2 separate regions of the Rattus norvegicus genome follow, and region 1 is linked to region 2. The links are chromatin contacts, called in public Hi-C maps. All regions are on one chromosome and are shown on one strand. Each heading gives the region's core, a stretch centred on a gene start, on an enhancer-like site or on the middle of the called end of the contact. The rest is flanking DNA. Distances are from core to core; before and after follow the strand shown.

The links. A called contact is a pair of places that touch in the nucleus more often than the background predicts.
Region 1: a Hi-C map of frontal cortex shows a contact between it and region 2, with 1.8 times the contacts expected there. The contact joins the enhancer-like site here to the promoter of Tnpo1 in region 2. A contact is called at or near these places in 1 of 12 Hi-C or Micro-C datasets (frontal cortex) and 1 of 1 datasets of contacts at active chromatin or transcription factors (oligodendrocytes).

What each region holds. Positions count from the first base shown.
Region 1 is chr2:32,296,818-32,303,405 of GRCr8, forward strand. No RefSeq gene overlaps it. Among named protein-coding and RNA genes, the nearest start is that of Zfp366, 13 kb to the right of the region's middle. Within about 2 kb of position 1,739, at least 54 of the 93 cell types and tissues checked have an H3K27ac peak or open chromatin away from gene starts, as enhancers often do.
Region 2 is chr2:32,031,424-32,037,369 of GRCr8, forward strand. It overlaps Tnpo1 (transportin 1), which reads right to left and starts at 2,903. Exons shown (of 25, transcript NM_001399431.1): 1 at 2,811-2,903. The coding sequence starts at 2,825. Eif5bl (eukaryotic translation initiation factor 5B like) reads left to right here and starts at 2,896. Exons shown (of 3, transcript NR_185089.1): 1 at 2,896-3,226; 2 at 3,516-3,572; 3 at 5,300-5,431.

The sequences.
Region 1 (6,588 bases), core at 489-2,988, 260 kb after region 2:
GAAGACTGGGAGAGACGGGGAGCTGGAGGGGACAAGCAAATCAAAACTAAGATATATGGAAACTTACTTGATAACCTAATTAAAAATACATTAGAAGGAGAAGAAGACAATAGTGAAGAGAAAGAAGAGGGGGTGACTTTGAAGGAAGGTACCCCGCATACGTGGACAATGCTGTTCTTAGAAGTGGTGTGTTACTACATGGAAATCTCAATGCTCCACATGGGACCTCCCAGAGACCTCCAGAACAACACAGCCCGATGGCATCATTCTCCATTGTCCACTAGGACTAGGTGACAATTCTCCACTGCTGAAGGTATGACACATTTTGGTTGCCAGATGCTGGCTTTCACAGTGCCGGAAGGCGCTATGCAGGCTGTTGGAGGAGAAACAGCACTAGAGATTGTTTCCAGATGTGAACGTTGAAGACTACAATATATCAATCTGTCGGGCAAGGGATACCCACAGTGCAGTGGCGGAATGACCCTTGTGCGGTAACCAACTCCTGATTGGCTCTGAGCCTGCTTCACAGGAGGGATTTGTGCCTGGTCCTGCAAACCTTTCCAAGAGTCCGGCGGAGAAGGGATAGGCCCTAGATAGTAATACGCTACTGTTGCTTTGCTGAAATACAATGTATACAATTTCCTTCTAAATATTTATGTTTATACCCATGTCAGTGCTGCTGCCAGTCTCGGCCTGTGAAGCTTCCGTTTGCACCGGAAGTAGTTCACGCAGACTCATGATTGGTCCAAGGGAAGAGAATAAGTGAGTGCTGAGCACTCAGCCCTTAAGAAGGACATCAGTGCCACCCCCGAAAGGAGGTGGGAAGAATGTGCGAGCCTGGAGATGAGAAGCAGTGGCTATCCTGTGGACCTGACATGGCTGTGAGACCCATGCGTACACAGCACGTGCGACTGTCTACACCGGAATTGCATTAATGGGAACCATTAGCATTCTGTTATGAATGGGAGAGGGGCTTATAAAACTCTCTCCTACCTGAAGGGCTACAGGCTAATGAGTGAATAGAGGTAGAGTCACATTCCTTAGTGGTGTAAGTTTTCTTTGTTCAAATAAACAACCCCTGACCCATGCAACCGTAATTAAACACAGTGGGCAGCAAAAAAAAAAAAAAAAAAAAAAAAAAAAAAAAAAAAAAAGGACACGGAAGTGAGAGGAGGCCCTGTTGGGAAGAAGGGGTTCAGTGGGAGGGGAAACCAGTGGTGAATATAATCGAAATAGCTATATACATTTCAAACTGTGAGAGAATAATGTTTTAAAGAAATTAATGTCTACTTAATAATGTGCATAGATATGCATAAAAGAAGGGATTTGGCTCATCATGATGGTAAGGCATGGTCACAGATGTGTGAGGCAGCTGGCCACACTGCCTCTGCCGTAGGAAGCAGTTGAGTGTGGGCACTTTGCTTGTTTTCTCTGTTCTTTTATTCAGTCTGAGATCCTAGCCCATAGGACAGCGCTACCCATATTCAAGGTTGGTTTTCCTAGCTCTGTTTGTGCTCTGACAGTGTCCTGGCAACATGCTCAAACACGCTCTAAAAGGCTTGTTTTCTCCCAGGCCACTTTAAAACCACATAAACTGACAATGAACGGAGAGGCAAGATTGTTTCTACTTATGATTACAAGTATAGTCATGACTGCAGCTTGTGGGCAGGACAAGACACAGTCGCTCCAGAATAATCCACTGCCAGAGAAGAGGCCTGCCAAGTGACTTGGGCACACTCCCAACCCTGGGTGTTTCTGGGAGAAGTTCTGACGTGGCTGAAATGTGAGCACAGCCCAGCTTCCCAGGCATGCAAGGCTGACTAGGCAAACTGCACCCTGCTCATTCACTGCTAACCCTGGATGCAGCAGTGTCCAGGGCAACTGCTATGCCATTTGGGCCTGCGGAGAACCGTCTAGATGGGCAACCACTAGCCACACACAGCTTTTAAGTGCCTGATAGCTGGCTAGTCTGAATCGAGATGTGTGTTAAAGGTAATGATGTTGAAGTGTTAAGGCAAAAATGGTTGTAAAGCTTCTCTTCAAGATTTGTGCTGATTGATGTCTAAATGGTGATATTTTAACATACGCTGTATTGAATAAAATATTTAATTGAAATTAATATCTTTCTAATGTGGTCACTTAAAACACTTGAACGCATATGTATCATTCAGGTTTGTTGGTATCCATCGTCACTGGACTAGGTGACCCTCTCTCTCACTGTAGGTCACTTGGAAGCAGGTAACATCAGGTAGCAGGTTTCCAGTCCATAAGACGTAATCTCCACTCAGAGTAGTATAAAGAATAAAGATGTGAGGTGTCCAAGATTTGAAGTGCAGGTTATCGCCATGGCATCTCGGTGTGTCCTCATACATTCTTGTCATGTTCCCACTCTGTTCTCATCCAGCACAACTCAAAGTCAGTGGACTGGACCGTTTTAAGGGTCACATCCAGATGTGGTCCATGTCCAGGGGAAATAAAACCACGCGAAGATCGCCTTTCTTCACCTCTCTCAGAAGGGATGGTGTCTTTGCAATGTTTCTCCCCGCCCCCTCTCCCAAACTCCATCCCGTGTGCTTTCTCTGAAGTTAAAATAATTCCATCTTCTCTCAGCAGAGGGCGCCCTTTCCTTCTGGGAACATAACCAACTCCTGCTCGCAGGAGACCAAGACCTTCTAAAAGAGGTCATTAAGAACAGTTTCGAAATGGGAAAGAATGGGCTGAGGCCCACTCACTATCCAACCTAATGACATCATTTCCTGGGTGGGTACTGCTCAGAATCCCATATTCTATTGATGCTTAGCTGAGGACTGGAATTTACACCACCTACCATTAACCCAAGGGACACCCTCGTGGTTACCCACAGCCCCCAACTGTGCATTTACTAAGGAAGAGGAGTACTCGTAGCCCACTTACATCTAATATAATTACTTGTGTCTTGGAGGTTGAGTTCGTCATATTATTTGGGGATTCCGAATGTGCTTCCTCATCTACCATCCCCCCTCCCTGCCTCTCTTCTTGACTCATTCTGGATTGGCTAAATTTTTAAAGTATTATTTTTTCTCTTCTATTTATTTAATTTTTTTTTAGAAATTTTATTATTTTAGAATTATCTGGTTTTGGTAGCTAGTCTAAAATTATAGTTTCTAATACTTTATCTTAACCTTGCATCAACTTACCCAAATGTTAAGCAGATATCAATCTTTTTTTTTTTTTTTTTGGTTCTTTTTTTTTTTTTCTTTTTTTCGGAGCTGGGGACCGAACCCAGGGCCTTGCACTTCCTAGGCAAGCGCTCTACCACTGAGCTAAATCCCCAACCCCCAGATATCAATCTTAACACTGTTCTGTGAGGTTTAGTAATATTGAAACTTTAAACACCGTTCACTTATATCTCAACTAATTTGCTATTTGTCAACGTACATGCATTTTTTAAAAAGTTGTACAAGATCCTTTCATTTTGTTTTTCTTTTATTTCTTTTCGCATCTTGGGCCCTGTACTTTGGGCCTTTCCTCTGGGTCCTTTCATTTCTCTCTTAAGTTCAGAACTTCCAATAGAATTTCTGATGCTAGAATTTTAGGATTGTAGGTGGGCACATGTTTTCTTTCACTGTGCAGCTTACATAGTTTTGCTGCCTTTTAACCTCCATTGTTGACTTTGAAAAATGAGCTACTTTACACTTTCGAAGGCAACATGGTCTCCCTAGTGTGACACACACTATCAGTTCCTGTGGCTTCACTATGTTGTATCTGGGAGGGCTGTGTGTGGACATGTTAGTGTTCCTGATCTATGGGTTTATGACTTTCATCAGTTTTTATATTAACTTACAGTTGGTGACTAACAATCCCAGTAACTGCCCTTTCCAGCGCTCTTGGGTCTGTTCGTGTTGCCTGCTATTTCTGTTGTGTTTTATTTTTCTCACTGCGTCTGTATCTGTGTTTGAATGGTTATTCCTGACACTCGTGTTTTAAAGTACTTGTGAGCACGATAGCTTCTTTTCCCCAAGAGGATTTTCCTTTTCTTCCAACAAATTCTTGAGGCATTCCAATTACAGATCAAACCAAGGCCAAGGTTAGTGGGTCTCTGGGCCACCTCTGTAATATAAATCAGGACAGACATTCTTTTCAGGAATTTGCCTATGTACAATTCATGTTGTCTGAAGAAACTGCCATTCTGGAATGACAGCGTTAAGTCTGGTGGCTGAATAGAGTCCTCACCTTTGGTGGATAGTGGGTCTTGGCTTTTTCTCACTAGCACCCACATCCCACAGAAGTACAGTTGAGTTACTAACCAGATTTGTAAGAATGGTAAATGCCCATAGGGTGAAATCCAGTTTGAATGCTAGTCTTGTTTTCTGGCTTTTCCACATCTAGCTTCTCATTTTGTAAACCCTCACTATCTTGTTAATATTTCACTGCTTTAAGAAAGGTCTTTTCATCCATTTCTTTGGGTACCTTTCATGTGAGACTTGCCAAGGTTTCCTCGTCTTCAATGATGAGAAACTGAGGTTTCTACAGATAGACTTCAAGGAAAGCCTTCTTGGTTTTTCATTCTCACACCACGACTGTGAACTTTTCAGCTTTTCTCAACCATTGCTCGTGCACAAAGAATTTAAAGTACGAGAAATAACTCGGGAGAGGAAGGGTTTATTGTGGCTCATGGTTTGAGAGCACAGTTTATCGTAGTGGAGAAAGCATGGAGGTGAGAGTAGCCCCCAGTCTTGGAGTTCTCAACTTGCTGCATCTCCGTAGAGCAGGAAGCAGATCCCTGTAGAGCAGGAAGCAGAGCTGGACCATGATTCCCAAGACCCACACAACCCATTTCCTTCACTGAAGCCCCACTTTCCAGAAGGTTCCACAGGTTTCCAAAGCAGGGGGAAGTGAGAAGCCAATTGGGACAGCGTATTCAAAGCACGACACTGCAGACATGACATTGTGCCTGCTTCCAGGGAAGAGCTCAAGTGCTCTTGGAGCATTCATCTGACTTGAAATGGAAAATATCCACATGTAGAGAAAGATGCCCTTAGCAACACAAGGAGAGGGCCCTGAAGTGAGGTCTCAGTGATTAAGAGCACTGATTGCTCTCCCAGAGGACATGGGTTTGATTCCCAGCATCCACATGGCTGTTCACAACTGTCTGTAACTCCAGTTCCAAGGACTCTGATGCCCTTGCCTGACCTCCAAGGACACTGATGCCCTTGCCTGACCTCCAAGGACACTGATGCCCTTGCCTGACCTCCAAGGACACTGTACACAGTGGTCACAGACACATTCAGGTAAGATACTCATTGACATCAAATAAAATCTTTAAAAAATTGTCTTAAAGGAGAGAAAAATCCCAAGCAAAGTGGGAGAAAGGGGAGATATCTGGAGTGAACTGCTAAAATACAAGCTAAGGCAAAAGTCTAAAGCAATATAGGAGTCCTCCACCTCGAACGAAATACTGCACACGTTTTCTGAATGGGTCAATGGAAATAAATCACTGCTTCTTATAACACCAATGGTGCGGGGTCAGATGGGCATCAGGTAAGCATGGTCGGGGAGGAGAGTCACAGCTCTTCACTTCTATTCTGGTGGAGGAATGCCTTCTTGGGATGACAGGAAGCTGTGAGGCTGGTTGGAAGACAGAGTAATGATTAATTAAATTCAGAATCAGAAAGGCCGGTGATTCCCACCATCTGAGAAGCTGAGTCAGGAGGAGTGTGAGTTGGGGGTATGTCTGGGCCACATAGAGAAACCTTGGAGAGAGAGAGAGGGGGGGGGGGAGGGAGGGAGGGAGAGAGAGAGAGAGGGAGAGAGAGAGAGAGGGAGGGAGAGAGGGAGGGAGAGAGAGAGAAGGAGGGAGAGAGAGAGAAGGAGGGAGAGAGAGAGAGAGAAGGAGGGAGAGAGAGAGAGAAGGAGGGAGAGAGAGAGAGAAAAGGAGGGAGAGAGAGAGAGAGAGAGAGAAAGGGAGGAAGAGAGGGGCTAGGGAAAGAGAAGTGAGATCCTCGTGATTGGCTTGAAAATGACCTATCCAGAAAGTCTTGTGCTTCTTGGAGCCAGGGGGTTTTTTGAAATGGAATCAGAGGAAAGAAATTGGGGCGGGGTGGGGAAAGTCCAGAAGGTTCTGATTACTTCACAGCATTTGTCTCTCAGTCGGCTCCCTTCCCTCCTCTGCAGCTTGCTGCATCCCTCCTCTGTCTGGGGAGGCTTCCTGAGCAGGGGCTTTGATCTGCTGGAAGGCAGAACCTCCCTACCTTTCTCTAACAAATCACAGCTCTGGGGGGGGGGGGAGCTACAGAGAAGTCAGTTTCCCTGGGTTGTCACCCGTTTTGATGACTGTGGCCTCCTTAGTAAATGGAGTCCCATTTGAGTGATTGAAAAGAAATAGCATGCTGTCAACTCTAACTCCCAAATTTGTTATTTTTTTGTGATGACATTTTCAATGAGATCGGGAAAGTCTGGAGAGATGGCGGTGGCAAAGGCATTTGCTACAGAAGCATGACTTGGGACCCTACCACATTACACTACACTACACTACACACACACACACACACACACACACACACACACACACACACACACACACATGGAAAGATAATGTTGTTTTTGTTT
Region 2 (5,946 bases), core at 1,653-4,152:
GGAAGTGCAAGGCCCTGGGTTCGGTCCCCAGCTCCGGAAAAAAAAAGAACCAAAAAAAAAAAAAATAAAAATAAAATCTCAACTGTGTAAATATACATATTTGAAGGAAACACACTGAAGAAGGGCTTGCAGAAATTACTGTACCATCTTGAAATTGGCAATTTTAAGTTTACTTCTTATAGTTTTAAAATTATCAACAATGAAAATGACAATGACGAGAACATTAGTGATTTGTGGAGCATTCACTCCATGTAGGCCCAGTTCTGAGAGCTTATCATGTGAACTCATTTAGTTCTCAGAATACTACTAATTGAGACACTGTAACTTGTTTCACATTACACTGACAATTACAAAGGGCCTAGCTGAGACTGCCCATCCACACATAGGACACCTTCTCTCTCTCTACCTTGTATCATAAAGTCATTAGAACAGCACCTATGACTCAAGCTCGTCACACCAAGAGCCACCAGTCTCCTTTGCAAACTGAGTTTAAACAGTTCCACTGTCACTGACTGCCTTTTGGAAACAAGATGTGGCCATCATTCTTGTATACATTTTATCTCAGAAAAATTTGAAGACAGACATATGTGGTGCAAGCTTTTAAACCCAGCACTGGGAGGTTGAAGGAGTAGTATTGGTTCTTCATGGATTTGAGTCCAACCTGGTCTACAAAGTGAGTTCCAAGCCAACCAAACTATACAGTGAGCCCTTGTCTCAAAAAAAGTTTAAGACAAATTTCCATCCTCATTTCCTGTTTTGATAGTTTGAGCATGAAGATGCTTGAAAGCTAATATTTTTACTCATGACACCAACTGACAGTACTTCTAAGAACACTACCTAGAAGTGTCAGAACCACTCGAGCACTGAGTACCTCCCTTCACTAACCTCTACCTGCCTAACCTCGATCCACACACTCTCACAGACTTCTGTCCAACAGTGAACTCACCCCTCTAACCTGCTACAGCCTTACTAACACTAGCCAAGCAGGACCTTGTGAGAGATTTCACCCCAACCCTTCCTTTTTGAAGGGGCACCATCCCACATGGTTTTGAAAACATCACCAGTTACACTCTAGCTCAGCTCTCTCAATCTCTTTGGCAGTTGGGGGAAAGGTGGGGGAGTGAGAGGAGGGCCAAATCTTTGGCATCATATACCACATTCCTTTCTTTCTTTCCTGTTTTGTTTGCTTTTGGAGACAGGGTTTCTTAGTTGTAGCCCTGGCTGTCCTTGAACTCAGAGACCTGCCTGCCTCTGCCTCCCTGGGGCAGGGATTATACCTGGCAAAGAAAGGCAGCCAGTCCCCACTGCTGCTGCCTTCTTCCCTCCTGTTTACATCAGTTAAATTTACTTCACTTTAACAAAATCTAAGTAGAGAAAATTAGTCATGAAAACAATGACTGTAACAAATATTGATACTGGAAATAGTCACAGCTAGGATATTTGTTTTTAGACAAAATTCTATTCTGTTCACACTATGTAACGGCAAAAAGGCTTTTAGAAATAGAGGGAGAAATACAAAAATATTTTCTATAGGTCTTTCAGTGGGAGGAATTCAGTACTTCCTGGCCAGGGCATGATGGAAAAGCACGGGAAGGCTAACGGAGTCTCTCTTCAGAAAGGGAAAACGGAACACCCATATTGCAACAGGCGTACACGGACTCAAATAAAAGCCGTATTGCCAAACCACTATTCACCCACACATTGCAAGTGTCGAGGGTTTTAAAAGAAATCTGCCGCCTCTAAACTAGTATTTTTCCTTTGCCGCTACAAGTTTCCACATAGAGCATTCATTCTCTAGAACAACCAGGATGCAAGGTTGAGGAGCAGTAAAAAGCATGATTTCTCCCAAAATACAAACCGTATACACTACTTACTTCATTAAGCGCACTTTCTCACCACACTTAAGTGAAAGTTTCGATAGGGAGACTCAAAAACCCAGCAGTTACATCTGAACCGGCACACTGCAGACAGGTCAGTTTCAAATACTGATTTCACTCAATAGTTTGCATTTAAGAGTGGTCTTTGGGGGTGAGGGGGGAGGCACTGCTTACGTACTCATTGAAGCCATCACTGTTTTAGAGCAGGACATACTAAGCTTCTTAATACAATCTCCCCAATTAGTGGACAGCCTCTAACTTCGTTTCTACAGTTACAGCAGCTGATTTGCGACTGGCACAACAAAGTGAAACTGTCAACAATCCCTGCAAAACCCACGTGACTTAAAAAAATTAAACACCGCGAGATCACTTCTAAGAGGAAGAAAGGCTTTCTAAAACCAGTTTGATTGTGGTGGCGGGTCTGTTTCTCGGCAGCCGTTCCCGGTGGCGTGGGCGGATAGGACAGAGGCAGACGTGCAAAACCCACAGACCTAAACAAAACCCATAGTTACAAACATTCAAATTATGTTCACAGGTCGCGAGGCCAGAGGGCCCTCAGGAGAGACGGAGCAGCTGGCTGCAGAAACCAGAGTGTGCGAGGCTCCGGGACAAAGACGGGCGACCTCGGGCCCTCGCACCGTGCGGCCTGACAGGCAACGCAGCAGCTCGCCCCGCCAGCCGCCGGCCTCCCCGCCGCCCCAGGACCGACCTCCCGCCCCCGGGACATCGCTTGTCCCGTCCGGGTCCCGCAGGGTGCCCGGGACGGCAGCTGTTGGGCTTAGAACCGCGCCGTCGCCGGCGGGCTCCAAACGGCCAGGCCGGGTCCGAGAGGGCGGACAGCCGAGCGTGGTGCCCTCCGCACGGCGGCCGGTCGGAGCTCGCTCGGCCGCTTCCGCCTCTCTGCCCCGACCACGCACCCACACGCCAACCTACCCGGTCCCACACCATCCCAGAGGCCTCCGGCGCTCGGGCCTTTCTGCCGAAGCGGCGCTGCCTCCCGTCCGGGGCCTGAAATGGCTGCGGAACAAAGAGAATCCGGGCTCGGGCGAGCGCCGGTCCGATTGGCCGGGGGGCGGAGCCCGGCGCGGGAATCTTCGGCGGCGGTCGCCTTGGCAACGAAGACGGGGCTGGGAAAACTGCGGCCTGGGCCTGCGGGCCTGCGTCGGGTGGCGCCCAGCAGCGGTTTTCCCAAGCGGGGTCCCGGGGTCGAGGCTTCGGCTTCGGCCCCGCGCCCTCCTCACACGCTCTCGCGCCCGCTGCAGCCCCCACAACCCAGCCTGGGGTTCAATCGCAGCCGGCGCTGCCCCGCCCTTGAGTGGGAACGCCCAGATTCAAGGCCCTTCCGGCAGGTGACGTGCCCGGACCTTGTTTTCCCCGGGGACCGCCGAGCCCAGAGCCTTGCGACACCCAATAGGCCGCTCGAACTGTTACTGCTTCCCTGGCACAAGGCCGACGGGTGTGGGCGGACGGCTGCCCGCTTGTAACACGCGGGGTGAAATGTGCTGATGTAGCGCGAAACTACTATCTATAAACCAAACGACCTGATTTAGAAAATTAGCTTTACTTCTCTAGGTTTGTTTCTAATATAAAGCTGGTTCCTTGAACTTGGAAATACTAAGCTCCTCTCTCCTTGTACAGCCACCAAGAGAGAAGAAGTACTGTAATTTCAAGCTGAAAATGTTTTAAATGGGAGAGGTAGGCACTTTTCTTTTTCTTTTTTTTTTTTTTTTTTCTCGGAGCTGGGGACCGAACCCAGGGCCTTGCGCTTCCTAGGCAAGCGCTCTACCACTGAGCTAAATCCCCAACCCCCCCCTAATTCTCGAAAATGCCAAATATTTACAACTTATTTATTAAGACGGTTAAAGTCTTCACTTGTAGTACATTTTAGTGTTACAATTAGTTTAACTCAAAGTTTGAGATAGAATACGGTTTTTAGGGGCTGGGGATTTAGCTCAGTGGTAGAGCGCTTACCTAGGAAGCGCAAGGCCCTGGGTTCGGTCCCCAGCTCCGAAAAAAAAAGAACCAAAAAAAAAAAATATATATGGTTTTTATCATCAGAAAGTTGAACATTGAAAGGGAACATATTTAAAATAACTAAAATATGGCCGGGCATGGTGGCCCACACTTTCAGCCCCATCACTCCAGAGGCAGAGGCAGGCAGAATGCTAAGTTCCTGGCCAGCCCGGTCTACAGAGGGAGTTCCAGGACAGCCAGGGCTACACAGAGAAACTCTGTCTCTATAGAATAAACTAAACATTTTAAATGTTGATTTAATAGAAGTTGGATAGAGTAGTGTTCTTGGAAAGGAATTTTCTAAGAAGGAATATATATTCCTAAGAAAAACAATTTAATATAAACCTTCCTCCAGAGCAGTTTGGTGGGTCTGCAAGAAAATTTACTGCAAGGAAAATGTAAACAGGTCTTATTTTTATACTTAAAAGATTTCGTTGTAGAGTAGAGGCTTGTATAAGTCAGAGGACTGTGGTAACTGAATTTTACATTGCTGGAGACTTAAAAAATAAAATAGCATTAAAATCTATGAGGGGCTGGGAAAATGGTTCAGGGCAACAACTCTTGTTTTACAGAGTACTTGGGTTTTATTCTTGAAACCAGGAAGTATATCATAACTGTTCTTAATTCCAGTTTCAGGAGTCCAATGCCCTCTGCTGACCTCCTCAGGGACCAGGCATACCCATGGTGTACATGTCAGCAAAACACTCTCATGCATAAAATAAATAAAATTAATCTGAAAGATTACCAATTAATGGTAATTATAGGACCTACCAAGTAATTAATATTAATTCATCTAAATAATACTTTGGGAATAAGTGAAGTTAATTGGAAGGAGGAAGGACTGAATATTAATTGGTATTATGTAAAAGAATTTATTCGGGGGGGTTGGGGATTTAGCTCAGTGGTAGAGTGCTTGGCTAGCAAGCACAAGGCCCTGGGTTTGGTCCCCAGCTCCGGAAAAAAAAAAAAAAAGAATTTATTCCCTGGAATTCTTTTTAAAGAAAAAATCCTTGGTTATCAGATGTTATAAAGTTGAGATGGGGATGGAGAGATGGCTCAGTGGTTAAAAACACTGACTGCTCTTCCAGAGGTCCTGAGTTCAATTCTCAGCAACCACATGGTGGCTCACAACCATCTGTAATGGGATGTGATGTCCTCTTCTGGTGTGAATGAAGACAGTGTACTCACATACATAAAATAAATCTTTTTAAAAAATTGGGATGAGGTAGTCCAAGAATCTATTCTTTCATTATGTTGAAATGAGAATGCTATACAGTGATTCTGGGTAGAGAGGCTTATAAGTGGTTTTCGTCTCTATCTAACCTTAAGTTAAAAATGTGTTTTAAACAGTAGCTCTTACTCATCTTAAGGCATATCTCCAAAACTTATTTAATTTTGCTTTTCATCAGTGCATACGATACTGGCCACCCAGTGATGTCTTCTCTTTACATTTCACGACGTGAGACTCTGCAGAATCGTTGGCATTTTTCAGTGACATATTTTGAAATTTAAGATGGTAAATAAACTTGTTTTTAACCATACAGCCTTTCTATTCTTTAATTAGAACCTCTATTATTTCTCAAGTGACAAAGTTGACAAAAATAAGAACATGAAGGTTAGAAAATGGCACAGCAGTGAGAGAGTAGACACTTGGGAAAGGAAAGTTGTTTACCCTGTATGTTGGTTTCTATGTGCTTAGCGCAGGAAGTGGCACTATTAGGAGGTGTGGCCCTATTGGAGTAGGTGTGTCACTGTGGGCATGGGCTTAAGACCCTCACCCTAGCTGACTAGAAATCAGTCTTTTTTTTTCTTTTTTTTTTTCGGAGCTGGGGACCGAACCCAGGGCCTTGCGCTTGCTAGGCAAGCGCCCTACCACTGAGCTAAATCCCCAACCCCTGAAATCAGTCTTCTCCTAGCAGCCTTCAGATGAAGATGTAGACCTCTCAGCTCCTCCTGTCTTGATGATAATGGACTGAACCTCTGAACCTGTAAGCCAGCCCCAACTAAATGTTGTTTTTAATAAGACTTGCTTTGGTCATGGTGTCTGCTCACAGCA